Linked DNA regions of Mus musculus: region 2 is linked to region 1. Evidence: chromatin contacts called from public HiChIP or PLAC-seq data. All regions are on one chromosome and are shown on one strand. The core of a region is the stretch at or near the end of the contact, and the rest is flanking DNA. Distances in the headings are between cores, read along the strand shown. Region 1 holds the start of Hck (hemopoietic cell kinase). Region 2 overlaps Hck (hemopoietic cell kinase).

Region 1 (6,392 bases), core at 2,298-4,797:
TCCTCAGAGCCGACTCTTCTCTTTGTCTTCCATAAGTGACTTTCCAAGTCTCAATACTCTTCTCATTAAAAGGGACAGGAAACACTGCTACATGGAGAGCCATCCACTCCCATAGTGTTTCCTCAAGAAACAGCTGTACCTGTGCCCAAGAAACACACACACACACACACACACACACACACACACACACGATGGTCCCAGCAGTACTGGAGTAACATTGGAGGCAACCTGAATATCTGTCAATGGGTGATGGGAAAAAACTGTGGAGAGGTCACCAGCCAGGATGAACATGCTACAGCTAGAAGAAATGAATTAGACCTCAAGTGCTCAGCCCTGATGGATCTCAATCTGATAAGTCGGGGGGAAAACAAACTGCGGGTGAGCCTCATAAATCAGTACTGGTGTAGAGTAGTTCCCATACAGTCCGCTCAGAGGTTGCAGTTTCAAGCCCAGAGTGAACCGCAGCCTGAAACTACCACATGGGAAATTCCAAAAATAAGCAACCCTAAGATTTAAGCCACACGCCCTTCTGGTTAGAGTGATGAAATCTCACAGTGTACCCCTGTCCTCCCCAGGATGGAATCACCCTGCTCTCCAATGGATCCACGCAGTATGTGCTGCCTACCCGTTAGTTTCTATGCATGTATTCAGGCAATGCTTGTTGTTTAAATCATAACCCTAGGCACAGGACTAGTGATGCCATCAATTCAGAGTTATCAAAGAAAGGCTTTCATATATAAGCAAAGATATACAGGAAGTCAGTATTATCTACAGTTCAGGCATCTGCCAGGATTTCAGGATACATCCCTTGTTGACTGAAGTTTTATTTTGTTACAGACAGGGTCTCATAGCCCAGGCTGGCCCCAAACTCTTGCTATAGCTAAAGATGACCTTGAATTTTTGCTCCTCCTGCCTCTACTCCCAAGTTCTGGGGTTGCAGGTGTGCTCCTACATCGGGCTCTGCTATAATCTTTACACCACAGAGGACACATTTGTTTATGGAGACACAGACTGGAAGGATTGGTTTTCAACAGCAGTGTCTCCTATAGAGGTAGAAAGAGAGAACTGAGAGGGAACCAAACCAGGGACTTTGATTTTACCCATTACACCTAGTCATTTTACTTTTTAAAGTCTGAAGCAAACATGCCCCCACACTGACATTAGTGAATTAGTTAATTTTGGGTGGTGAGTTCCTGGGACATGGGCACATATTCCACTAAACAGCACCCTTCCTCCTCCAGAGAAGGGGCATGGTGAGAAGGGCACTAGAGAGCAACTGCTCTCTTGTGAGGCCTCTCTGGGTCAGTCCTAGGCTTGGGCAGTGATTCTCAAAGTGAGATTTCTGGGCAGCATCAGCAGCCCGGAGGTTGCCAGTTCTCAGTATCTTTCCCTAGGCCTCCCTTTGGTGGTTGCCCTAGCAATGCACATTTTAACACCCTTTCCTGGTGATGCTGGTGTGAGAATCTCTCGGGCTGGACGGGAACAGTGGAAAGAACATCTAATAGGGTTCTGAAAGTTTTCCTTCAGCCATCTTTCTCTCTTCTCCGCCCCTCTTTCAGATTGTGTGTGTGTGTGTGTGTGTGTGTGTGTGTGTGTGAGAGAGAGAGAGAGAGAGAGAGAGAGAGAGAGATCACATGTGTGCAGGTGCCTACAAGACCAAGCCCAAAAGACGGTATGAGATTCCCTGGAGCTAGAGTTATAGGCAGCTGTGAGGTGTTTCTGTTGTTGTGAGCGATCGGTGAGAACTTAGCTAGCATCCTTGGAAAGAGCAGTGAGTGCTCTTAGATGCAGAGTCACCTCTTGGGCTCCCTTTCCTTCAGTTTAATGTCACCTTCAAAAGTAAGGGAACTTCCACAAGCCTAAATCCGAAATGCTCTAAAATCGGAGACATTTTGGGCACCGACAGGATGGTCCAAGTGGGAAAGTCCACACCTGATCTGAGGCTATCAATTGATGTAAAAATGGAGGAGCCATTAAAAATGTGTCATTAGTTATCTCTGAGGGATGAGAATGAAATGTGTGAAAATCTCGGGCCAGGAAGATAGCCCAGTTGGTAAAGTGAGTACCTTGCAAACAGGGGGAACTGAGTTACAACCCCCAGAACTCCTGAAAAAAGTCAGCTGGGAGGAAGGACCCTTGGGACCCACTAATCAGCCGGCCTCACCTACCCAGCAAAAGCCCCAGGCCGATGATAGACCCTGTCTCCAAAAGCAAGGTGGCCTTTGCTTGAAGAACAACATAGAGTCCTCTGGCCTCCACGTGTGTAGGAACCCCAGAGTACACACCAACCAGTGAACACATACAGAAGCACGTGTAACATACACAAATGTCTCTTTAAGACCTAATTTTCACTCCAGGATGCCTCGCTGTGCACTTGACATACAGAATTCTGCCACACTCGGAAATCCTAAACCCCTCTGATCAGGTGTAGTTTGGATAGGGAACATTCAACCTGTCCTCTTACCATCTCCATCCTGCAGCTATGCAAACAGAGGCACAGACAAACCAGGCTCTCTCTCCAGTACCCAGCAGCACTGCTCCCCTTCTCTGGACAACTCAGCTTCAGATGAATGTAAAACAGCCCATTTTACAGAGTTGGAAGCTGGAATCCAGAGAGTAGCCAGTGACATGCCCCAGTGTCACACAGAGGAGATGGTGGTAGATTGTGGTCTTTGTGTAAGAGGTTCTGGAGTTGGATGTACGCCTGTTAGGGGTTCAGCTGGGAAGGCAGGGGAAGATGTAAAAGAGGGGACTCAGATATACACCTATAGCCAGGCCTGGGTGTGGCAGGCATGGGCTTGTCTTGGCCGGGCTGTTCCTTTAGCCATGGCTGCTGTCTACCTGCGTGACCTGCCACCCACCCACCATCAATGGGAACTGAACGGGCCTTTCCCTCCCCTCCAGCTTCTTCTTCTTGGTGTGTGTGTGTGTGTGTGTGTGTGTGTGTGCAGAAGGGGAACCTGGTTAGACAGAGAAGCCTCAGCTCAGCACTGCCATTCCCCTGCCTGAGCTTCCTCTATCTAGGGCTATCCCAGGGTCGCCCTGGGTGGCGGCAATTCGCCTCACCTGGCCACCTGGGTACCCTCCACCTTTCGTAGACTGCGCATCCCACCGCCGGGGATCGGTTGCTCCTAGGACGGGTTCTTCCTTCCTCGGCACCCCCACAGCTCGCCCAGGATCTCAGATCCCTGGAGCCCGAGGTCTGCACGTTCTCGGGGACGGGGGTGTGTCCCATTCCCGCCCTCTCACCCCGCACTCACCTGGGCGCCCGCCCTTCGCTTCGTGGGCAGCCCGGATCCTCGCAGCTAGACCGACCCCCCAGCGCTGCGGCCCCTGGTGGCCCCGGACTTCAGAGCCCGGAGCAAGCGACGAAGACTTGCGGGCTACAGAGGCTGCGTTGGCGCTCGGAACGGGTCAGAGCCCCCTTCACGGGCGACTTTGGTCCCCTCCCACCCGTCTGAGAGCCGCCGCGGGGAGTGCAAGCTGGGAGCCGCAACCCAGTGGCGCTCACTGGCCATCTGGGCGCCTTAGCCGCACCCTGGGTGATGCAAACCCCGCCCCCAAATACCCCGACTCCGCCCTCTAAGAGCCTAACTCCCACTCTGGCTCTCTTGTCTCCTGCTCTAAATTCACCTCCAAAGAATTTCAGCATTTCTTTGCTAACCCTGTCCTCAAGGGCGCTAACCAGTCCTTGAAGGACTTACTCAGACACCAAGGTTTGACCCGCCCTCCCAAGATTCCCAGTCCCCCTCCCCCACTAGTGCGTTTAAGCCCCCCATGATGTAATGAGCCTGTCCAAAGGATTCTAAACCCTATCCCCAGAGATTTTGGACCCCTACCTAAGAGACCAAATACCCTTGGATTCCCTAAAGAATTGTAATATTTTACGTTTATTGTTTGACTGGTTGATTGTTTCCGTGTATGTGTGTAAGTACCCTGGAGCCTCAGAGCGGTGTAGAGGTTAGAGAACAATTTGGAGGACTAGGATCTTACCTTCCACCTTCCGAGTTCCGGGGACTGAACTCAAGCAGCCACGCTTGGCACCAGGCGTCTTTACCTGCAAAACCATCTGCCTCCTCCTGGGGAAAGATTTTCAATCTCACTTTCTATTCTGTTCCCAGTCCTAACCCCTACAAATTCTCTAGATTTGTAATCAAATTTTCTGAAAGGGTTTTAATCTCGAGAGCGCGCGCGCGCGCGCTTGTGTGTTCTAGAGAATGGAATCCAGGGCCTCTCTCTCCGTAGTTTGTACTACAGCCACCAGCCCCCTACGAGACCTTAATCCCATAGGTCCTAAATCCTGCACTGGAGCAATCAACCGATCCTATCCTTCCTTTCAAAGATCCTAAACCAGCCGCAGAAGGAATGTAGCTCCCTTTAAGTCTAACCACGCCCTGATAAGTCTAACCTCTCCCTCTAGGATTCTGGTGGGTCTCCACCGCCCTTCCACTTCGGTCCCTCCCACATGCAGCGGTTTTCCCTCCACCCGCCCACCCACCGCTTATTCAAACTCCATGCAAAGTCTGGCGCCCGCGGGAGTTCTTTGCCTTATTCTGGGCTGAATATGGGACTGCTCAGAGGACCTCCCAAGTTGAAGAGAGGAAGTCTTACTGGCAGACCACTGAGGTCCTGTTTGCATGGCATATTCCACTCAGCCTGAGACATCATTCAAAACGACAGGGACCAACACTCTCTAAACTGCAACACACACCTGCAGAAACGTACAGGAGTCCTCCCTCCTCTAGCCAGGCCAGACCACCAGTATCTCTCATTCATTCGCTTACGCGTGCATGTAGGCATGCGTTTAGCAGTACTATGTTTTAAGTATGAATTCTGAGCGCGAGCGGTGTTAGCAGCTCTAGAGTTCCACCCGCTAGGCCCAGTAGCAGTTCTGACAACCAGAGCTGCCTCCTACACAGCCTGGTCCCCAGCCCACGTAGAAATCCCAGTCACCCAACACTAATGTGTTTGCTATGTATTTTAATATATTCATGCCCTATTTCTAAAAATAGACCGAGTCTTGAACAGGTTTAATTGACTTGGACACAGAAGTGAAATTAGTCTGTGTAGCAGTAAACAATGCTTGTTATCTACTGAGTGAAGGAGATTGAGATGGGAAAGAAGCCAATAAAGGCAGCGTCACAGAGCTAGCTGTCCGGTTGGGACAGAAGGCAGTGTATTATACACACACATTGTCACCCCCTGCTTCCAACCTCCCGGTCCCCGATTATCCACCTAGAGACAAAGGCCTGGCATTTAAACACTCCTGTGGGATGGTTGGTGAGGGATGCCCGGAGGGCCTTAGGCCTCCAGCACTCTGGTCTGCCCCAACCATGCTTCCTGGGCCTCCAGGATGAGGGAGGTAGGTCCTGGGACAGGCCCAGGGGGAAATTAGAAGGATATAACCAGCATCCCTAACATCTCGGTTAACAATGTGCCATTTGATGGCAGGGAACCACAAAGAACCAACACCTTCCTTTTTTCAAACCATTTCCCAAAAGCTTTCGCCAGACTAGTATTGCCACAAAAACCCACATTCATGTTCCCAAAGTTCCTATGACATTTATTGTGGCATAATTAGAAGTATTTTTGCTAGACTGGGTATTGGGGTATATACCGTTAACTTCAGCAGAGGTCAGAGAAGCAGAGGCAGGTGGATCTCTGCAAATTCCAAGTCAGCCTGGTCTACACAGCAGGTTCCAGGCCAGCCAGGATTAGACAGTGAGACTCTCTTTCTAAAATATTTTGTTGACTTTTATTCTTTGTGTGTGTGGTGTGTGCTCACACGTGTGTACACTGGCAGGTGTATGCCACAGTGTGAATGTGGAGGTCAGAAGACAACTGTGGAATCTTTTCTCTCCTTATACCGTTATAAGGGTTCCAGAGACTGAACAGGGGTCACAGGCTTACACAGCACACCCTTACCCACCGAGCCATCTCACCAACACTGTTGTGACATGATTTTTGTAAACAAAAGGCATGATTAGGGCTGGTAAGGCAGCTCAGCAGGTTCAGGCACTTGTCACCAAGCCTGATAACCTGAGCTGGATCCTGCTAGAGAGAGAAAGAGCAGACTCTCACAAGTTGTCTTCTGGGCACTACATACATATGGTGTCACGTGAACATCCACACACATCCACACCCATTAAATAAATGTAACTAAACAAGTTTAAGGTACAATTATAGATATTAAGTTTGGTAAATCTACATAGGTAATACTTGCCTGTGGAACCATTCCCTTAATCAGAATATAGAGTATTTGGGGTCACAGGTAAGTGAGGGGGCTTGCCTAGTCATGCACAAGAACCAGCGTCTGATCCCCAGTACCAAATAAATGGGGCGCAGTGACAGACACTGGTAACCCGTGCACTTGGGAAATGGAGCAGACATAC
Region 2 (6,392 bases), core at 1,363-3,862, 39 kb before region 1:
CAGTTCATCAGCTTATTTCTGTTGTCTATGCCAACACCTGTCCCGCTGCCCATGTGCCAACACCTGTCCCAGCTGCCCATGTGCCAACACCTGGCCCAGGTACCCATGTGCCACCACCTGCCCCAGCTGCCCATGTGCTACCACCTGCCCCAGGTACCCATGTGCCACCACCTGCCCCAGCTGCCCGTGTGCCACCTTGATCACATACTTTCACCCATTCTCATGGAACTGAGGCCTGCCCCTCAGATTTATTTATTTATTTGTATTTTATGTGTATGAGTGTTCTTCCTCCATGTATATGTGTGCATATATACACCATGTGTATACGGGTGTCCTCATAGGCCATCACAGGACATCAGATCCCCTGGGACTAGAATGAGATAGTTGTGAGTTACCACATCGGTGCTAGGAACTGGACCCTCATCCTCTGGGAGAGCAAGTACTCTTAACCTCTGATCCACCTCTCCAGCCTCAAGTATACATCTCTTAAAAGTAGAGATCATCCAGGTGTGATGCTGTAGACCTTTCGTCCCAGCACTTGGGAGGCAGAGGCAGAGGCAGAGGCAGAGGCAGATGGGTTTCTGGGACTTCAAGGACAGCCTGGTCTGCATATCAAACTCCAGGCTAGCCAGAGCTACAGAGTAAGAGTTTGTCTCAAAAAAAAAAAAAAAAAGTTGACTTCTTCTCAGCCTCATGCTACTTCTCCAGATCTTCCCATCCACCTCCTGCTCAAATAGCTGAACTTCGATTGCTTGAGTGCAGTAAGGTGTGGGAAAGAGGAGATAGCCAGCCAACCCCTTACACTAGCGGAGGGATGGTGGAGGGCAGTACCTCTGATATGAGAAAGGTGGAGAGGGACTGGGGGAAGATCAAGAGCTGAGTGTAATAGACATACTGACGAGATGGGCCATTGCCAGGTTGGGCTGGAGACACCCCTAAGCCCATGTCCCTTTTCCTACCTGGGTAAGGGATCCGGCCATAGGTGACAATTTCCATCAGCAGGATACCAAAGGACCAGACATCTGACTTGATGGTGAAGGAACCAAAGTTGATGGCTTCAGGAGCTGTCCACTTGATGGGGAACTTGGCTCCTGCAGGGTTGAGCAGAGCAGAGTCACGGTGAGACTGAGGAGCAATGAGGGCTGGGGCTCTGCTAGGGTGAGGGGAATCATGCCCTCTACAAATAGCGATTTCCTTGCAATGTGTTACCCATGTTACCAAGGGACATTTGTCTTGAGGACAGACACTGGATCAAAGAGGAGTGGATATAATGTGGGAGCTCACTCTGGGGGCTACATCCTTGATTCAGTTGCTGCCTGTTAAATGTTAACGCTGATAAGTGGAGACCCAGAGGTCTTTGGGGATAAGTGATCTCCGGGGGGCTTGAGTCTAGGTCACAGCTGATACCTCACCCCATCCACTCCCCAGCTATGGCGTGCAGGAGAGGACTTCAGCTGTCGTCTGAGGTTTGCCCTAGTCAGAGTGTCCCTTCCTTCCTATTCTTCCCTTCCTCCCTCTAGAATGGATTTGATGAGCAGTCTGTGGGTGTTTGTCTTAATTAAAGTATAATTGGTGAACATGGTCTATAGGATATATAACTGCCCCTTGATTCAGGATTACGATACACTCACTGTAAGGCAAAATGCAGAAGTCAAAAATGCCTCGAACACTTAGTTACTGAACACTGTAGTTCAGCAACTGCATATCATGGCTTCTTTTTTTGTTTCTTCTGGTGATCTCTTGGCTAAATCAGAGCTGTAGCTCACTGCCCTGGCTCAGCATCATGAGGGAGGACAGTATATTAATAGACATGGAAAGAGATCAAAATCCAAAGGGAGAGCATATTCATGCATTCATTCACTCAGTCACTCACTCAGTCACTCAGTCACTCACTCACTCACTCATTTTTATGAGACAGGCTCTCAATTCACTACATAGCCTAGATAGGATGGCCTTGATTTCCTGGTCTTTCTGCCCACTTCCCTAGTGTCTAGACTGGAGGCATGTACCACCATGCCCACCTTTGTATCATTTCTTCTCAATGCAACTATGTCTGTACCATCAGAACACTGGAGATAAATGACCAGGCTCTCAATCACTCTCTGCTGCCACCTCCTGTCCATGCCTTATCACGGCAGGCAGAAAACAGGCTGAGTGCTGAGGGGCAGGAACAGCAGTTGCCAAACTGCAGGGCTGTAGGGCGGAAGGAGCTAGAAGGCTGCAAGCAGTTCCATTTCAAAGACTTCAGTGGGACATTTGGTTTCATGGCTAGAGAGGCTAGACCACCGTCTCCAGTGGCTTAATGTCCATAAGGCACATATCCCCCTAAACAGCCATAAGCCTGGGAGCCTTTCAGAGCTGGACATAAACCTGACTGGCTTCATCACAAAAGTAGCAGCACCAGAGGAAGGCCAGTCCTAGGGATGCCTGAGGACACTTAGCCCTGGACTCTTGCTCCACTCCAAACTGCCATGTTGACTCTGTTGTTGCCTCCACTTAGGGTTGGATCCTAAGTGGAAAGATGCCAGTGTCACTGCTGACACTAGCAATGGAGGCTTTCCCCCTGTGCTACTCTCTTAATGTGAGGCCCCTGTCACATGATGCTAATTTGAATTCATGCTCCCTGTCTTTTCAACTTCCTGGCAGTGGTGATGACACATCAGCTCGGCCGGGTCTGTTTTGTTCCCTAATTCACTTTTCTTGTTACTGTGGTAGAAGATGGTTAAAGTCCCAGCGCAGGCCTGAGCACCTAAAGCTAGCCCCTTTGTATGATGAAAATGCTAGTGCTTTTAGGTGTCCCATAAAGCTATTTTTAAAACCATATACCAAGCAACCGCTAAGTTAAGAGACCATCTGCATGTTCTTTGGAATTCGGCGACGCTTGTATTATGGCCGAGTAAGTGATTAAGTATTGACAAGTCTCAACCCTAAAGGAAATATCCACATCTCTCTCACACACACACACACCCTTCCCAGGCTCAGAGATCATCCAGAAAGAGGCAGTAGAGAGATTGTAAAGCCATAGACAGTGGAGGAATGCTGTAAAAGAGGATTTTCTGGATGACAGGACCATAACACACCAGACCTCGAAGAAGCTATGTCTGCCTGCACAAAACCAGCACAAGATCAACTGGACAAAATCCCAGCAGAGATGAGAAGTTGGCCTCTGAAGTCCCACCCCTAGCTGAGCAGTTGTGGCTGCTAGGGGTGGGAGTGTCAGTTTTTGTCAGGGTTTGAGGACGCCTCCAGCAGGAGTCAGTGCTTTCCTTCCACTACATGGATCCTGGGGCTTGAACTCAGGACCTCAAGCTTGGCAGCAGGCACTTTCACTCAGCCAATTTGCCACTCCTTTTCTTTTAAAAAACTGGTCCTGAAATGACTTATTTTACATGTAGGGGCATTTTGCCTGCATATATGTATGTGTACCACATGCATGTCTGGTGCCCTCAGCATCCAAAAGAGGGTATTGGAACCATGGAACTAGGATTAGATGATTGGGAGCCGACATATGAGTGCCAGGACCCAGGTCCTCTGCAAGAGCAGCAAGTGCTCTTAACCACAGAGCCATCTCTCCAGACTCTCCTTTCCTTTTGAGAGACAGGGTCTCCATATCCCGGGTTGGCTCCATGGTATCCTCCTGCATGCTGCGATTCACAGCCCAACTCTAAGTCAGCCATTTTCTTTATGTCATACTTCTCTTTTATGTGGTACTAAGGCTCAAACCCAGATCTTGAGCATGCCTGGTAGGCACTCTGCCACCAAGCCACATCCTCAGCCACATCTAGAGAGTTCTCTCCATATCCCACTTATTCTTTACAGATTTAGATTATATATCCAACTTTTCATTTTATTTTTTTGTACCTAGTTTAAACATCAAATCATAACATATCCAATGGTGTGTGTGTGTGTGTGTGTGTGTGTGTGTGTGTGTGTGTGTGTGTGTGTTACTGGAGACTGAGTCTAGTACCATACACATGTCAGGCAAGTGTTCTGCCACAGAACCACAGCCCCTTTACTTTTTATTTTGAGACAGGGTCAGTAACTACCCTGGCAGACCTTGAACTTGTGATATGTCTCCAGAGTAGCCTACATTACAAGCCTGCACTTCTAGACCCAGCTAAAGTATACAGATGCTTAAGGTCTGACTTTGATGATCTGTAGCTAAGTAGCCCCTTCAGAAGGCTCCTTCCAGCTATTCTGAGGCAGTACCTCCCTGCTTCAGCTAGCACTCCCCCCACCTCCCTTCACAGCTTTGTTGGTATAAGTGAATTTTACAGCTTTAATGATATATAATGCACAAGCCATAAAATCCACACATTTAAAGTGTATGCTCCAATGATTTTTTTTTTAAAGACAGGGTTTCTCTGTGTAGCCCTGTCCAGGCTGTCCTGGAACTCACCCTGCAGACCAGACTGGCTTTGAATGCAGTGCTGGGAATAAAGGCGCAGCCACCACAGCTCCTGACGACTTTCATAATAGCGGAAGAATTGTGAATTGCACAATGTTTCATCACATGTTATCCAGCCCCATCCCTGGCGCTCAGAACCCCTTTCTTGAGTCTCCCACCCAGCCCTTGGCAACCCCTGCGCCATTCTGGGAATTTCATTTCAAGGGTAACAGATATTGGTGCCTGGCCTCTACTTAGCATGCTCCCAGGGTTTCCAACAGTTGTCTCTGTTCTGTCACAGACACAGACACTATTCCGTGGTATGGATGCCCACATGTTCTCCCTCTGGTCATCAGCTGATGGGCATCAGTTACAGTGTTTAAGTCTGGGGCGATCATGAAGAACACTGTGACCTTCAGAGATGACTTTTGCCTGGTTTTGAATTCCATGATGTAGAACCTTCTGGCATCTACTCTGTTTAGGTTCACTTCTTTCATCTGGATGTCACACCTCCCCTTTAGTTGCCCATGGCATTGGTGTGTGGTGTGATGGGGGTGAAGTCTATAGTCTTCTGTGTCAGTGAGGCCTCCACCACTGAATGCTACTCCCAGCCCCTGGTGTGGGTCCTTAACTGCTGTGTGGTGCTACATTGTGTGTGTGTCACAGCTGATACGCACACCCTGTCTGTGGACATTCACATGGTTCTGGTTTTGTTTCCTGGGCATAGCATTATTCTCACCTCTCACCTCGACCTGCACTTGCTGAAGTCTTCCTACCGACCTGCTCTGAAATGTTCCTCTTCAAGTCTTGTGTGGTATTAACACTGGCAACCTGACAGGATCTAGAATCACCTAGGAGACGCCCCCTGGGTGTGTTTATGAAGGACTCTTTCTACATAGAGCTCATTGAGGTGGGAGGACCCATCCTGAATGTGGGTAGAGCCTTCCATGGGCTGTGGACCACATGACAAAGGAAAGATCGAGACGAACACCAGCATCTGTCTGTCTGCCTCCTGACTTGATGCAAGAGTCAGTCTAGGACAGATCTCTGCCCTTTCCAGGAGGGCAGCATTCCCTACCTTCCCGAGCTGTGTACTCATTGTCCTCGATGATTCGTGCCAGTCCAAAGTCAGCAATCTTACACACCAGTGATGCAGAGACTAAGATGTTGGCAGCCCTCAGGTCTCGGTGGATGTAGTTCCTCTGCTCAATGAAGGCCATGCCTTCTGAGATCTGTACCCAGAAGAGACAGTGTCATCCTCACATATTAGAAGCCCACAGAATCTGCTCTTAAAAAACTGGAAGACATCTGCATCAGCCCTGCATTTGGGGGGGGGGGTCAGAAGGATCCTGGGCTCTCAACCGGCACTGTTCTGCCTGCCTATCTTAGGGTATTCTCAAGTCCTGGCTCTGCTTGTGGGCTCTTTTAGAACATCAAACTTCTGCAGAGCCCTTTGAGATGTTCTTAAGGAACAAGCAATGTGAATGTTTCCCCAGGACCCTCTGCCCCACGTCCATGAGTGTACCAGGGAGAGCTTTGATCCCACCCTCCTGGGGACAACCTCACCTCAATATTCTCTCCTCACTCTTTTTTCTTTTTTTAAAGATTTATTTATTTTAGGTTTATGAGTACATTGTTGCTGTTTTCAGATGCACCAGAAGAGGGCATCGGATCCCATTACAGATGGTTGTGAGCTACCATGTGGTTGCTGGGAGTTGAACTCAGGACCTCTGGAAGAGTAGTCAGTGCTCTTAACCTCTGATCCAACTCTCCAGCCCTTGTCTCCTCACTCTTACATCATCCTTATCCTCAAGCCTGGAAAATTCGCCCTCTCATCCAACAAAAATCCTCAGATTGTCTATGAGTGCCTATCCAGTCCTTTGAACAGGAGGTAGGCACAGCCATTGCCGGCATGACCACCACAGAGAAAAGGCAAGACGGGGTACCAGAGGGAAGTGCAGAAGGTTCCATTGGATGGTCATGGAAACTGCCTGGGGGAGGTGAC

Evidence for each region. HiChIP or PLAC-seq counts read pairs in DNA pulled down with a chosen protein or histone mark.
Region 2: a contact with region 1 is called in an H3K4me3 HiChIP or PLAC-seq map of bone marrow-derived macrophages, with 2.2 times the contacts expected there. The contact joins the enhancer-like site here to the promoter of Hck in region 1. A contact is called at or near these places in 2 of 39 promoter capture datasets (the HPC-7 cell line and trophoblast stem cells), 5 of 484 Hi-C or Micro-C datasets (the N1E-115 cell line, centrocytes, erythroblasts and 2 more), 8 of 115 datasets of contacts at active chromatin or transcription factors (the HPC-7 cell line, bone marrow-derived macrophages, embryonic fibroblasts and 3 more) and 3 of 9 other capture datasets (adipose tissue, liver and pancreatic islet).

The regions. Positions count from the first base shown.
Region 1 is chr2:153,105,623-153,112,014 of GRCm38.p6, reverse strand. It overlaps Hck (hemopoietic cell kinase), which reads right to left and starts at 3,547. Exons shown (of 13, transcript NM_010407.4): 1 at 3,261-3,547. The coding sequence starts at 3,322.
Region 2 is chr2:153,143,646-153,150,037 of GRCm38.p6, reverse strand. It overlaps Hck (hemopoietic cell kinase), which reads right to left. Exons shown (of 13, transcript NM_010407.4): 11 at 5,466-5,619; 12 at 960-1,091. Among named protein-coding and RNA genes, the nearest start is that of Tm9sf4, 14 kb to the left of the region's middle. Within about 2 kb of position 2,612, at least 36 of the 459 cell types and tissues checked have an H3K27ac peak or open chromatin away from gene starts, as enhancers often do. A contact at or near this core is called in the HPC-7 cell line, the N1E-115 cell line, bone marrow-derived macrophages and 2 more, where this site is marked.